5 separate regions of the Sus scrofa genome follow, and regions 2, 3, 4 and 5 are each linked to region 1. The links are chromatin contacts, called in public Hi-C, HiChIP or PLAC-seq and promoter capture Hi-C maps. All regions are on one chromosome and are shown on one strand. Each heading gives the region's core, a stretch centred on a gene start, on an enhancer-like site or on the middle of the called end of the contact. The rest is flanking DNA. Distances are from core to core; before and after follow the strand shown. Region 1 holds the start of NFAT5 (nuclear factor of activated T-cells 5). Region 2 holds the start of COG8 (conserved oligomeric Golgi complex subunit 8). Region 3 holds the start of TERF2 (telomeric repeat-binding factor 2). Region 4 has its middle 23 kb from the start of CYB5B. Region 5 holds the start of WWP2 (NEDD4-like E3 ubiquitin-protein ligase WWP2).

Region 1 (2,700 bases), core at 120-2,619:
GGGGCTCTGAAAAGCTTTGTTACTTCTGACAGGAAGAAAATGTTCACAGGGTTGGTTATTTACTACACAGAATGCAGTGAAGAGAATTGGGCAACCTATATCAGATGTTCAGATGGAAAGATAGGTAGACTCTGATAATACGAGTTTAAATTCTAGGTCTGTAGGTAAAGCTTTGCACTGGGCCCTCCTTTGCTGAGAGCTTCTCCCTCATCTGAACCATGCCAAGTCCAGGTGAACTGCTCAAATTCCCAGGGGAACGGTTCTATAAATTGTATGTGTTGTGTATATATATATACACTCAGTAAACTAATTTTTGTGGTTTTTATCTTTGTAAAGTAACAAAAACTAAACCAACTCAAAGAGCGTAAAAACGTGGCCCCAGTGGATGCTGTCATTAATATTCCACACAAGATTAAAGTTATTTCCCAGTCAGTATATCCTGCACTCCAATTGATATTTTAATAACTATTAAATTTCTCAGAAGTCTATTAGAGTCAGGAAACGGTCTGCGGTGTAGGTGAGGATTTTCAGTTTTTGCAACGGAAACTTTTGGCCCCAAGAACAGAGTAGCAAAAGCTCAAATGTGTTCTTCCTTCATCCTTGCCTGGTCCAAAGGTAAAAAAAGAAAACCTGATTGGCAGAAGGGTGTTTAGGTTTGCTTTTTTCCCCTCTACAACAGCCACGTGGATTCATGTGATTCAATTTTTAAATCGACTTTCATCTCCCACTCCGAATAAAGCCGGCGATCCCAGCACAATCAGAAAGATGTTTTTTATTTTTTTAACTTTCAGCCTTTAAAGGTTAGGGGAGGGGTGGGGAGAAAGTAGGGGAAGGGCAAAGGTAGGAGGAGAAGGGATTTCAATTAAAAAAACCCGAATAACTCGAGCCTGTCATTTCCTAATTAAGAGTTTGACAGCCGTTTGGCCAACTCAGTTCAGACATTGCTATGAAAACCCCAAAGGGGTGGTGGCTGTGCAAGCAACGAAACTCCATTCCCCTGCGAGCCCCCAAGTCAGCCCACCCCCGGCGTCCCGGCTCTGGGGTCTTTCCCCTACTCCCGCAGACACCTCGGCCCCCCCAGGTCTGTCTCCTCCAGCGCTCAGCTCGGCGTTGGGCCCGCCGCCGCCGGCTCGCCACCACCAGGTCGGTGCAAATACCTTTTCCCTCCCCGGGGCCCCAGGAGCGGACACCTCCCAGCCTTCCTCCCTCCCTGCCGGCGGGGCCCTTTCCCGGCTCGGGAACAGCGGCCCTGGCCGAGGCGGCAGGAAGCGAAGCCCTTGTTGTTGCTGTTCTGGGGCGCACCTCCCCGCCCTCCGGGGGCCGCCTCGGCTCTTCCCTGCTCCGGGGCGCCCCCCTCCGCGCCTGCGCAGTGCCCCCCGGGGGGGCGGGGCTCAGATTCCTGTCAGCGGCGGCGGCGGTGGCGGCGACCGTCAGTTTTCGCTGAGGAGAAGAACGAAACGGACCCGTTGGCTCTCCTCCTCCCTTTCCCCGCCCTGAACCCCCCTCCTGGCTCGCCGGGAATTCGTCTCCGTGGAGTTTCCCCTCCACCTCGCCGCCTTTTCCTCGGCCCTCGGCTCGCTGGAAGTCTCTGCCCTCGAGGAGGAGGCAGCGGCAGCCGCCCTCGCCTGCCGCCCCCGGTTCGGTGCCCGCGGTCCCGGAGAGGAGGTGCCGCCGCCACCGCCGCTCCCCCCCTCCCGCTGCCCTCGGGCCGGGCTGGGTCGAGCTGCGATGCCCTCGGACTTCATCTCATTGCTCAGCGCGGACCTAGACCTGGAGTCGCCCAAGTCCCTGTACTCGCGAGGTGAGTCAGGCTGGGGGCTGGGGCGTGGGGGCGGGGAGGCCCGGCCCGGGGAGCCGGGGGTGGGGGGGTCCCCGTCGGGGGCGGCGTCCGAACCCCGGCCGGGCTGGCCTGTCTTGGGGGCTGGGGAGAGGCCGATGGGGTCGACTGCTGCTGGAAGGGGCCGGGGAGGAGGGCCGGCCCCTCCCCCGCGGAGCCGCCGGCCGCACGGGGCCCAAATGCCGTCGGCCCCCGGGTCTCTGCGGCACCCGGGGCTGAGCGCCCCTCGGCGGGTCGGGCCCTGCCACACTTCTCGAGCGGCCGGCCCTGGCCCTCCCGGCTCGCGGATCACCCCGGACTGGGCCCCGGCCGCGATCGGAGCGCCGCGGCTCCTGCTACCGGGACCATCCTCCCCGGCAAAGTTGCCTCCACACGGGCGGCGTGGCCTGGAGCCGGTTCTGGGCGCAGGGTCACCATTTTCCTCCCTCTCCAGGTTGTTTGTGCGCCGTCGTTCTAACCCCCTCTCCCTCCGGCCTAGTCCACTCCCTCCTCTTGTTGGGACGGCCCCCCTCGACCAGGCGTCCTTCTTTCCTCGTCATCTTATTGCTGGAAAGAACCCGAATTTTCTTTTTTTTTTTTTCCCCTCTCTTCCCACCTTTGTGGCGTTCGAATTACTTACTTCTCCCTCTCTTTTAGAAAGAGAGGGGTGTTCTCTCTGGGTTAGTTTTATTCCTCTCCAGTCCCAGGGGTACCGGCTGAGGCTGTCCTTTGAGAATTTTCTCTTTGGTTGCCTTTCAAGGGCTCGTTGCAGGGAGGGGGCATTGGACAGAGTTCCCCACTTTCAAACTTCTTTGGCTAAGACCTGAAGGGGATTCCCGGGATATAAAATATTAACACTGGAGCTGGTCTCTTCAGGGGTTAAA
Region 2 (2,700 bases), core at 97-2,596, 210 kb before region 1:
CAAAGAAAACTTGAAACTTTTATCATGTGAGGTTGGAAAGCAGAATTTGTGGATTGAGGTTCGAGAGAGGCAGAATATGGCTCGAGGAGATCCTGTCGTGGAGCAGTGGAAAGGAATTCGACTGGTATCCACGAGGACACATGTTTGATCCCTGGCCTCACTCAGTGGGTTGGGGATCCAGAAATGCCGTGATCTGTGGTGTAGGTCGCAGATACAGCTTGGATCTTGCAATGCTGTGGCATAGGCTGGCAGCTGTTATCTCCAATTCGACCCCTAGCCTGGGAACTTCCATATGCTGTGGGTTCAGCCTTAAAAAGGGAGGGGAAAAAAAAAAGAATATGGTTCCGATAGGACGGTTTGTTTGGATTTTTTGGATAATTTTTACTGCCCCCGAATGAGAGGATTTCCTTGGCATTCTCCTATCAATGAAAGTTTTGGAGCCAACGACCCTGGTCCAAGCTACTGTGTGTACCTGTGTGTTGTGTGTATATGTATGAAGGTGACAACTGTAGAGTGTTAATTATGTCAGATCCAATGATAAGTGCTTTGCATGGATTCTCTACTTAGCGCTCACGACAGCCCTACGAGGCTGCTGGGTTCCAATTTTGACTTCGAGACTTACTAGCTGTGCCTTGTGTCAGTCACTAACCTCTGTGTCTCGACTTCCTCATATACAAAATGGGAATAATACCTACCTCGAAGGCTGCTGTGACGTTTAAATGGATTAATAAAATGCTCAGATGAGAGCGTGGCACCTGGTAAGCGCTATCTAAGTGTTAGCTATTTCCCTCATCGTAAATATTAGCTGTCACAGCTCTTAAAAGCCCCTTAAACGCTGGGCCCGCCGCACCTGCAGCTCTGCTGGAAGCTGGGCAAGCGGTCGAGCAGGCGGCCGAGCGACTCCTCCACGTCGCCAAAGAGGCGATGTATGCGCTCGGTGCACTCGGCGCCGCGGATGAAGGTCTTGTAGTTGGCGAAGGCCAAGTCGCGCGTCTGCTGCAGCAGCTGCGCTCGCTCCTCCGCCAGGCGCTCTGGCTCGCGCCGCAGCCGATCCAGCCCCGAGCCGCTCAACTCCCTGAGGTAGCGGCCCACGTCGGGCCGCTCCCGCCACTGGGCCTCTGGGAAGCGGTCCCGGAACAGCGATGCCAGGAGCCCTTCATCCTCCACCTCCCCGAGAGCAGCCGCAGTGGCCGTCGCCGTGGCCGAGGCCGCAGTTGAAGCAGGGATCGTCTCCGTCGCCGCCATCTTCTCAGCAGCGGCGTCCCTTCGCCTCCCGCTCGGCGAGGGCGCTGGCTCGGAATCCAGGACCGGAAGCAACGCCGCACTTCCGGTCTCCATGGCGCCTCACCCGGCCGGCTTGCATTCCCCGCTGGTCCTCCAAGGCCGCGGGGCGCTCGCGTGACGAACCACGCGAAGGCAGCTAGAGAGGCCGGATTTGAGGTTGCCAAGGAGAGGCGGGAGGCTGGCCTTCCGTTTCCGGCGACTGAGGCACGAGGATCCGGTGTTCCAGCCCAGCGGGAAAATGCGGCCTCTGACTGAAGAGGAGACGCGTGTAATGTTTGAGAAGATAGCAAAATAGTAAGAACGCCCGGGGCAGATGAGGGAGTGCGTGCATGGCGGGGAGGGCTGTGGGTAGAGCGGGGCCGCGGGGCCGGGACGAGTCCGGGCGCAGCCTCCAGCCTCTTTTCTGCTTTCAGCATCGGGGAGAATCTTCAGCTGCTGGTTGACAGGCCCGACGGCACCTACTGTTTCAGGCTGCACAACGACCGGGTTTACTATGTGAGGTGAGGCGGGGCTGGGTAGGCAGCATGGACCCGGGTGGAGGCCTGGGTCCCACCAGCCTCCCTTATCTGACACCTCCTTCTTCCTTACCCTTTCAGTGAAAAGATCTTAAAATTGGCCGCTAATATCTCTGGTGACAAGCTGATGTCGCTGGGAACGTGCTTTGGAAAATTCACGAAGACCCACAAGTTTCGGTTGCACATCACAGCTCTGGATTACTTAGCACCTTATGCCAAGGTTTGTGGGGAGTGGTTTTCAGCCCGCTTCTAGGGATGGGGGCGGTCTAGGCTGAGGGCCACATCAGACTGCAGATAATTGGGCACCTGCGTTAGTCCCTGAGGGTGCCTAGGATCAGTGCCAGCACCTGGAGATGTTCCTACTTAGATCTTGCTGCTTGGGCGTGGTTGGGGCTGCGTAGTGATTGGAGTAGTATCTCCAGCAAAGTAGAAAAGCCTTTTCTGATCTAGTTCAAGAGGAAAAAGTAAATAGGAGGCTGCGGTGAGGAGCATAGTGGGATCCAGAAAAAGCCGTTAAACTGCCCGTGGGAAAGGTCGATTGTAGAGTTGAAGGAACCTCCTAGCAGTTCTGAACAGTTTGAGGGAAGCATGCCTTTTTCTTTCTTTTCCTTGAAATTTGTATTATGAGATAAAGGAAGTACAGGGATGAAATAAACAGCATGGGGGAGTTCCTGTTGTGGCTCAGCGGTTAAGGAACCCGACCAGTATCCATGAGGATGCACGTTCTATCCCTGGGCTCAGTGGGTTAAGGATTGGACCTTGTGGTGAGCTGTGGTGTAGGTTGCAGAGGCAGCTCAGATCTGACGTTGCTGAGGCAGCTGCAGCTGCAATTTGGCCCCTAGCCTGGATACTTCCATATGCTACGGGTGTGGCCCTAAGAAGACAAAAAAAAGAAAAGAAA
Region 3 (2,700 bases), core at 63-2,562, 170 kb before region 1:
ATATATATATATATACATATATATATATATCAAAAAGAAACATGCAAATATAGTTAAGATTTGCATTTAATTTGCTGGTATACTGGCTGCAGACTTACAAACATGTTAACGGTCCAGATTCAAATTAATGAATTTCAAGTGATTTTCAGTAATTTTCAAGACAGGTAAAAAAATTTATTTTTTAACACATTCATCTGCATCTAAATTTCAGCATACTCACATCTTCCTCAGATACAAATGGCCAGAAACTGAAGGCCGTTTTGCTAAACAGCTGTGAGGTTCAATTCCGGGGGAGAAAAAGTGTTCTTTAAAACACACCACTATGGAGGAAAAATGGTCATCTTCACATAACTCACTTCAGATAGCAACAAAGTTGGGGCGAGCAAGAAACAGGTGGGAGGAAATAAAAAAACAGAGAAAAGCAGCCAAGAGAATCCCAACTGTAGAAAACTAGAACTAGAGAATAAACTCATCCTAGAAGGAAAAAGACCACTGTATCGAAACATAGCAGCCCACTTTAATCGTGAATCTTTCAGTCCCGGATGTAAGTTTGAAAACAACATAACCCTAAATAAGCCCAGAAAAGAACATAAAAATAGCCATACCTAAATTCTCCCCTTCTTCAATGCGCGACAGACACTGCATAACCCGCAGCAGCCGAGACACGGTATGCTCCTTCCCCAAGGGCCTGACAAGCAAAGCTAGGAAAGAAGACATCGTTGGCACGGCGACCCCCAGCCCCGACGCTCGGGCCCCGCAGATCTCCTTCCCAGGAGCCCCCCAGCCTCCCTTTCCCGGCTCGGCCCTCACCCTGCATGATGTCCCGGATCTGCCTGAAGTCCTCGTACCGGCTACCCCGAAAGGCCCGCAGCGCCTCGTGGAAGTAGAACTTGAGCACCCAGCGGTTGACTGCCTCCTCCAGCCGCGCCTCCCCCGCGCCCCGCTCCGCGGCGCCCCCCAGCCGCGGCGCGTGGCGCCCCCGCCGAGCCCGCCCGCCGCTGCGGGACGTCCGCCTGCCTGCCGCCCGCCCGCTGCTATCGCTGCTCCCGCCTCCTCCCGCCATCGCGTCCGATCGCCGCGCGCCCTCCCCGCCCTCTCTGCCGGGACGCTTCCCCGACTGTGACGCCGCCGGGTCACGCACGACGCCCGGGCCGGAAGCAGGGCCTGCCGTCCCGGCTCCCGCGGCCATGATACGAACACCGTTCTGAGGCGCCCGCGGGCTTCTGGGAGGGAAAGGACCGGGGGCTCCCTGGCCCCCTCTCCGACTCCGTAGTTCCCGGTGTGTCGGCCGCAGTGCATTCTGGGACTTGAAGTTCACGGCAGCCAGATGGGTTAAACCAACCTAGGTTTGTGGTCAAATGTCAATTTCCCTCCGCTATTTTGTAACACTGTACTGGAGACTCGGGGCTATGTATAAAATATTGAAAAACAAAGGCGTGAAGTGTGTATTAAACATTTTTTAAATCGCGAAATGTAACATAGAGAGGAAACTTTGTTAAACAAGTTTACATTTTACTAAAGTAAAAGGCCAGTGTTAACCCAGTCGAGGTCAAGAAATAGAATATGGCCGGCACCACGAAACCCCTAGACATGTAAGACATATACGTTTTTAAAATTAGAAAAATAGCACATTTTGTTGTAGAACAATTGGAAGAAATAATGCAAAGCTTAACATTTAAGTCAGCCTTATCCCCACATGAAAAAACAAGCTGACATTTAGGTTTATAGCCTTCCAGTGTCTTTTGTATACCTTGTGTGTGTGTTTGTATACACACACAAAAAAACTAGAATTATGTTATATATATATTTTATAGAGCCTTTATTTTGCATTCAGCATCTAGTGGACATCTTTACATGTCACTAAATACTTTTTCTACAGTATCTTTAGCAGCTACATAGCATTCCAATATATGGGTGAAATGAAAGCCTCCTTTATATAAACCACTACTGTAAGGCGTTTAGGCTATTTAAAAATTTTGTAATTCTAGACAATCTAAATGTTAGAAAGATCCTTTTAACTATATCATTGCACAAATTCATAATTATTTCCTTAGAATAATTTCCTTTAAGTAGAACTACTGAGTCGAAGAATACACAGAGGAGTTTCCCTGGTGGCTCAGAGAGTTAAGCATCAGGCATTGCTACTGCTTGTGGCTCAGGTCACTGGTTTGACCCTTGGCCAGAGAAGTTCCGTATACTGCAAGCATAGCCAAGAAAAAAAAAATAGATTACACAGTAGAACAAAGATCAGGACATTCACTCATCAACCTTCCCTTTTACTATTGAACAAAGTGCAGACTCCTTAACATGACTTTTAAAGTCTGAAGAAGTTACCTATTTGCCAACCTCATTTTGGGCTCACTTTTCATATGTGTATGCACAACTTTTATCACTTCCTTTTCATCTACTACTCAGTTTGCTCAGAGCTTCATGTTGTCCATTCCAGCCTAAGGAAACCCTTCCTGTCCTTCAAACCTCACTTGAAGGACATTTCACCCTTTCTTGACTTTCTGAGTTATGTTAAATCCCTTTGGTGCTCCCTCCTTTGCCCCTCCTTCATCCTTCCTCAGCACTTCTGGGGCCACGTACTTTGTCTTCTTGTTTACCTTGCATCCCAGAACCTAGCTCAGGACATGTCACATTTCTTGAGGTTGGATTGAATTGAGTAGGCACATAAGTAAGGCTTTTAATACATGTTGA
Region 4 (2,701 bases), core at 87-2,586, 150 kb before region 1:
TATCCAGCATTGCTGTGAGCTCTGGTGTAGTCCACAGACATGGCTCGATCCCACGTTGCAGTGGCTGTGGTGTAGGCTGGCAGCTGCAGCCCTGATTCAACCCCTAGTCTGGAAACCTCCATGTGCTGAGGGTGCAGCCCGAAAGAGCAAACAAAACAAAACAAAAAAACTCAGGTATAGGAAATTGCGCATTTCATAATTTTGGGGAGACTCAAAGTTAAAAGTAACTTTATCTCTACCTTTCTAGATAATGATGGCTGATGCAGTCTCACTCATTTTTGGCCACACTGCACGCTTAGCCTTGTGAGATTACAGAAGTATTTGGGGTTTAGGAAATTCAGAAATATTGAAGAGGGGCCTTTGGTCCACGTGGCGGTACTGAGATGCTTACTGTTCTGTGTGGTTTACTCAAAGGTGAAAGGCTTAGGTTCAGTGTCAAACTCAATCATCGGGATCCTCTTGGAGGGTCCCAAGACTTAGGAGGTACTTAGTGCTCAGTCTTCCTAAGGCCACCAGCCTTCCCATCCTGCCACCTTCTGGGGCTCCGTGTGGGACTGAGGCGGGAGTCCCTGTTACTCTGGAACTTGCCCTCCCTTCATCCCCCCAGTGGGTTTGCACTTTAAAAAAACTATGCCATGGAGGGAGTTCCCATCGTGGCTCAGCAGAAGCGAGTCCAACTGCTAACCATGAGGTTGTGGGTTCTATCCTTGGCCTTGCTGCTCAGTGGGTTAAGGATCTGGCGTTGCCATGAGCTGTGGTGTAGGTTGCAGATGCGGCTCGGTTCTGACGTTGCTGTGGCTCTGGTGTAGGCCAGTTGGTACAGCTTCAATTAGACCCCTATCTTCCATATGCTGTGGGTTCGGCCCAAAAAGCAAAAAAAAAAAAACAAAACAAAAACAACCCCCCCCCAAAAAAAAACTATGCTGTGGAGAGTGGGAGCAGCTGGAGGGGTTTGAGGGGAGACCCATTAAAACTGGTAAATCCCTGGGTTGAACTCAGCCTCAGCTTTCATTAAATGGCAGATGGGAAAACTGCACTAGGAGAAAGAAATGTTATTTTTTTTTTCAAGCTTCTAAGAGTTTTGCAAACAATTGGAGTAATTAAAAGTTCTCAGAAGTAGCCGATGGTGCCCTTTTCACCGAGGGAATGTGGGCCAAGCATGATATATTAAAAGAGAGGGAGCTGCTCTATTGAAGTTAAAAATAATCTTCTGTCACATGGCTAATTTGTTGGAATGCAGCAATTAAAGGGCTGTGGGCAGAGGGAGAGCTGGAAGCAGCTGGGGAGCTCGCAGGCAGAGTGCACGCCCTGGAGACTGTGTTTGCAGAGGGAGAAAACACTGTCACAGCTGACTAAGGGCACCTTATCAGAAAACCCACAAGGCAGACAGGAAGAAGGAAAAGTGGGTTGAGTTCAGAGCTCTGACCTGTGGTTTATCAGACTGCGAAGGGATGGGTCAGGACCTGTCACCTGTGCTCCCAGGATGCTGATTCACTCAACAAGGATGAAGGCTTTCTAGTTTCCCCTCCACTATGAAAACACGTGCCTTTGAATCCATTTCAAAGGAACACATAACCCGAAGGACCCTTTGATTCTAAACCCATGGGAAAGCCAATCTATACGGTCTTGAGGGGAAAAGCTCAGGCCAAGAATACAAATCCTAGACTGGGGAGTTGGGGTTTTTTTCTTAAGTTTTTGAAACTTTTGATTTTTTAAAAAAAAATTTTGAGTTGAAAGAGTTTTAAGAGAGAAAAAAATTACCTGGTATGATATCTGAGTTTTCCAGGTGAGGAAATAAGCTCAAAGAAGCTGATTTGCCCAAGGTCACTTAAGGAGCAAGTGACAGAAGCTAGGTTCTAACGCGGGTCTTCAGCTAGAGAGGAGGACCTGGTGGTTAGATGTGTGGGATTCAGACAGCCCTGATGTGGAGTCCTGGCTCCAGGAGCAGTAGAACCCTCTCACCCCTCTCACGGGTGCCTAACCCTCCTCGGTCTCAGTTTTAGCCTGTGTAGAATAGGAGTAACAATAGTACCCACCACCTAAAATTGTTCAAATGCCTGTCAAGTGTTCAGTGTGATGTCTAGCCCAGAGTAAATGCTTAATAACATGTTAGTTGTTATTTTCCCATAGCTTTTCTACACCACTCTGCATCTATCTCCTAATGCCATTTTGCAGGTTAACATGCCCACACATCCTCTTTGGTTTCAGTAGGATTCTCTTTCTCTTTCCACCTCCAACTCTCATCCATGACATAGAAAAGAAGAGAAGATCAGTCACTTTCTCCTAGCAGTTTCTACATTCCAACCCATCCATGTTACTTGTTTTCTCTCAAGCTATGGGCCCTCCAAACCTGTACTTTTAGTATGGTTTCCGAGTTGCTGGCAAGCAGAAATAGTATCGACTTGAAGAAGCAAGTATCACTGCCCCAAATGCAGTCATCAAATCTAGCTGAATCTTTTAGAACATTTGGTCAATTGTCAGATTTATAAAGGCCACCACTAACAGAGGGGGCTCGGAATGTCCAGTGAATGTTTGGGCTTCACAGTCTAAGCACCCCTGATAAGTGCAGGCCAAGTTCTATGTGTGTGCAAGGAACAGAAACCTACATGATACTAGCTTGAGCCAAAAAAAAAAAGGGCAAATTTAGGAATTCCCGTCGTGGCTCAGCGGTTAATGAATACGACTAGGAACCATGAGTTTG
Region 5 (2,700 bases), core at 2-2,501, 210 kb after region 1:
AGAGAAATAAAGAAGTTTGAATAGGTTTATAGATGGGATTCATATAGGAATTACGGTATTCAGAAAGGCTGTAGCTCCTTGAAAGGCCATCTCCTGGATGGATCTGGAGTGGAAATAGGAAAAGCAGAGACTAAGTGCTCAACCAATTTAATTTGTATGCATAATAGGATCACTCTGAACGGGAAGACCCAAAAATAACAGAATAATCAGTGCACAGTGCTTAAAGCTAATTAAGTGATTAGTCTTCATTTTAGTTTGTGGTGATGAAGAGTGAAAAATTGAGCCTTCCTTCAACTTGTCAAAACTGAATTCCCTACCATCAGTAAAGTATATTGATTAATTTTTTTTTCTAATTCATAAAGTGCTATTGACTCTTTATATTAAGGAAATAGGGGTTCGATTGGTGTGGTGGGCATTTTACCAACCCCAGCAAGGGTTCTGGAGTCTTTTTACTTTTGCTTTATGTCACAAGAACAGATGCTCCGGAGTTCCCATCGTGGCTCAGTGGTTAATGAATCCGACTAGGAACCAGGAGGTTGTGGGTTCGATCCCTGGCCTTGCTCAGTCGGCTGAGGATCTGGCATTGAGGATCTGGCGTTGCCCTGAGCTGTGGTGTAGGTTGCAGACGCGGCTCGGATCCCGCGTTGCTGTGGCTCTGGCGTAGGCCGGCGGCTACAGCTCCGATTAGACCCCTAGCCTGGGAACCTCCATATGCCGTGGAAGCGGGCCAAGAAATGGCAAAAAGACAAAACAAAACAAAACAGATGCTCCACAAAAGTTACTTTTGTGTGTTTCTAGAATCTAGAACCCTGCCTGGCACATAGTAGGCTTAAGGTTGTCAGGTATAGCAAATTAAAACCCAATTTGCCCAATTAAATATGAGCATCAACCACAAATAGTTTTTTAGTATAAACATGTACCAGGCAGTATTTGGGGCACACCTACATATTACATATTTTTTATCTTAAGTTCATATTTAACTGGGTGCCCTGTATTTTATCTGGTGACCCTAGGATATTTTAAGTCAGTAAATTAACCGCTGACTTAATTGACTGAAAGCCTCCTTTCACCTGTGAAATGGGGCTGACAGAGACGCCCCTGGGCTCGATGGGAGGAGTAAATGAAGCTCCTGGCACTCACCGAGCCCTCAATTTACTTGATTGCTCGGGTACCATCTGACGAGGGGAAAACCCTCCCATTTTTAAACATACAAAGGATAAGAAGGCTTTCTGGCTAAAGGTTCCCAGGCCTGGCCTAGGTTGCCCACACCTGCAGGTACGGCCAGCCTCTTCCGGGTCAGGTGACCACGCGTGGTCACGTGACCTGGCCCGAGTGCGGGCGGTCGAAGGCGGAAGTGGGAGAGGAGTTGGGCTCCGCTTCTGTGGTCCCGTCAGGTAGCGAGCGCCGGCGCGGGGCAGCGCGGCGGGCAGGCTGGCGGGGGCGCGGGGCTGGCCTGGGGCAGCGGGCAGCGGGCAGCGCGGGGTGGGCCAGGGGCGGCGCGGCCCGGGCGCCGGGGGGCGGTGGCTTCCTGTGGGAGGGGCCTGGCGCGGCGGTTCCGGCCTCCGAGGAGGGGTGTCCCGGCTCCCGCCCGAGCGGGGTGGGCGCGCTGCGGGCGGTGCGGGGGCAACTCCGAGGTGGGCGCCAAGGCACGCATAAGTGCGGTGGCCAGCAAGTCCTCCTGGAAGGGACAAGCATCTTAGGTGCCAGGGATGAAGAGGAGTGACCTTTGTGGCGGGATCGGGACAGGAGGAAGGGGCAACTTGGGACTGAGCTAGAATGGGTCGCCTGAGAATTGGCGAACGACGTGGAAGGAAAAATCAGGAGGAAGATGCTGCCTGAACCGCGCTTGAGCGCCTCTTCCTTCCTTCCTCTTTGGCAATGATTGGTACCCGAGACTTTGATTTTGGTCCCATTCAGTTTCTAAACTTCAGGAGGGATCAGAGAATCTTGATCATTTTGCTTTCGTCACGCCCACTTAGTCCTGCTTGGGTAGGGTTTCTACTTCTTGAGAACCTAGCCTTTCAGATCATGTTTCTTTGAAATTTCCACAGATCAGATCAACTTCTGGGCTTAAGAAAAGAGCGTGGGCACTTTGCTCTGGCTGTAAAATGGCTTTTAGCTTAAACTGTTGAGCACGGTCCAATCCCAGCATTACCTCACCTAACAGCGACTGCAGTAACCTTGGCCGGTATCTACCTACCCTGCTTTATGACTTTTTCTTTCTTGAGTTTAAATTATTCAGTTTCCTTTGCCATGTGACTGCTTATCTTGACAAACTGTAACTAGCTAGCATGACTGGAAGGTCTGTGTTGTGTTCCATAGAACTGTGACCTGGATCATGATTTTGAGATTAAATACCTGTGTTAAGGCTGTTCACCCGCTTTTTCTTGTGTTTACTAACATTTGCAAAAGTGGAATGCATTTCATGGATGTGATGTAATAGAAGTGAATGTTCAAACTGGACAGTCCCAGGAGCTGGAGTTGTTTTGGGTTACAAGTAGGAAAAAAAAAAAAAGTACCTTGCTAATGTGTTTTGAGTTCAAGTTTTTAGAATGTTTGACAAACATTTAAAAATTGATTTCTGTGACAGCCCTGGGAGTTAGATTAGGAAGATGTTTATTCTCATTTCACAGTGAACAAACAGATCTCAGAAGACTGGATTTTGTTGACAATTTTTTTGTGTTTTCTTGTCTGCTGTTC

The links. Promoter capture Hi-C pulls out the DNA fragments that hold promoters and counts their contacts. Hi-C and Micro-C count contacts between places; a contact is called where the count stands out from the background. HiChIP or PLAC-seq counts read pairs in DNA pulled down with a chosen protein or histone mark.
Region 2: a Hi-C map of heart right ventricle shows a contact between it and region 1, with 2.9 times the contacts expected there. The contact joins the promoter of COG8 here to the promoter of NFAT5 in region 1. A contact is called at or near these places in 2 of 47 Hi-C or Micro-C datasets (heart right ventricle and liver).
Region 3: a contact with region 1 is called in an H3K27ac HiChIP or PLAC-seq map of alveolar macrophages. The contact joins the promoter of TERF2 here to the promoter of NFAT5 in region 1. A contact is called at or near these places in 2 of 5 promoter capture datasets (fetal liver and liver), 8 of 47 Hi-C or Micro-C datasets (adipocytes, embryonic fibroblasts, fibroblasts and 2 more) and 2 of 2 datasets of contacts at active chromatin or transcription factors (alveolar macrophages and skeletal muscle).
Region 4: a promoter capture Hi-C map of fetal liver shows a contact between it and region 1, with 3 times the contacts expected there. The contact joins the enhancer-like site here to the promoter of NFAT5 in region 1. A contact is called at or near these places in 2 of 5 promoter capture datasets (fetal liver and liver), 11 of 47 Hi-C or Micro-C datasets (adipocytes, embryonic fibroblasts, epiblast stem cells and 4 more) and 1 of 2 datasets of contacts at active chromatin or transcription factors (skeletal muscle).
Region 5: a promoter capture Hi-C map of fetal liver shows a contact between it and region 1, with 3 times the contacts expected there. The contact joins the promoter of WWP2 here to the promoter of NFAT5 in region 1. A contact is called at or near these places in 2 of 5 promoter capture datasets (fetal liver and liver), 1 of 47 Hi-C or Micro-C datasets (fetal skeletal muscle) and 1 of 2 datasets of contacts at active chromatin or transcription factors (alveolar macrophages).

Annotation. Positions count from the first base shown.
Region 1 is chr6:17,433,620-17,436,319 of Sscrofa11.1, reverse strand. It overlaps NFAT5 (nuclear factor of activated T-cells 5), which reads left to right and starts at 1,369. Exons shown (of 14, transcript XM_003355770.4): 1 at 1,369-1,801. The coding sequence starts at 1,729. All of the region lies in intron 1 of LOC102159050 (a long non-coding RNA gene), which reads right to left.
Region 2 is chr6:17,644,190-17,646,889 of Sscrofa11.1, reverse strand. It overlaps COG8 (conserved oligomeric Golgi complex subunit 8), which reads right to left and starts at 1,346. Exons shown (of 6, transcript XM_003126905.6): 1 at 851-1,346. The coding sequence starts at 1,338. NIP7 (NIP7, nucleolar pre-rRNA processing protein) reads left to right here and starts at 1,486. Exons shown (of 5, transcript NM_001048071.1): 1 at 1,486-1,578; 2 at 1,698-1,784; 3 at 1,881-2,019. The coding sequence starts at 1,523.
Region 3 is chr6:17,604,360-17,607,059 of Sscrofa11.1, reverse strand. It overlaps TERF2 (telomeric repeat-binding factor 2), which reads right to left and starts at 1,312. Exons shown (of 10, transcript XM_003126908.4): 1 at 811-1,312; 2 at 606-701. The coding sequence starts at 1,189.
Region 4 is chr6:17,579,791-17,582,491 of Sscrofa11.1, reverse strand. No RefSeq gene overlaps it. Among named protein-coding and RNA genes, the nearest start is that of CYB5B, 23 kb to the right of the region's middle. Within about 2 kb of position 1,336, at least 18 of the 83 cell types and tissues checked have an H3K27ac peak or open chromatin away from gene starts, as enhancers often do. A contact at or near this core is called in fetal liver, where this site is marked.
Region 5 is chr6:17,226,533-17,229,232 of Sscrofa11.1, reverse strand. WWP2 (NEDD4-like E3 ubiquitin-protein ligase WWP2) reads left to right here and starts at 1,251. Exons shown (of 24, transcript XM_021093861.1): 1 at 1,251-1,394.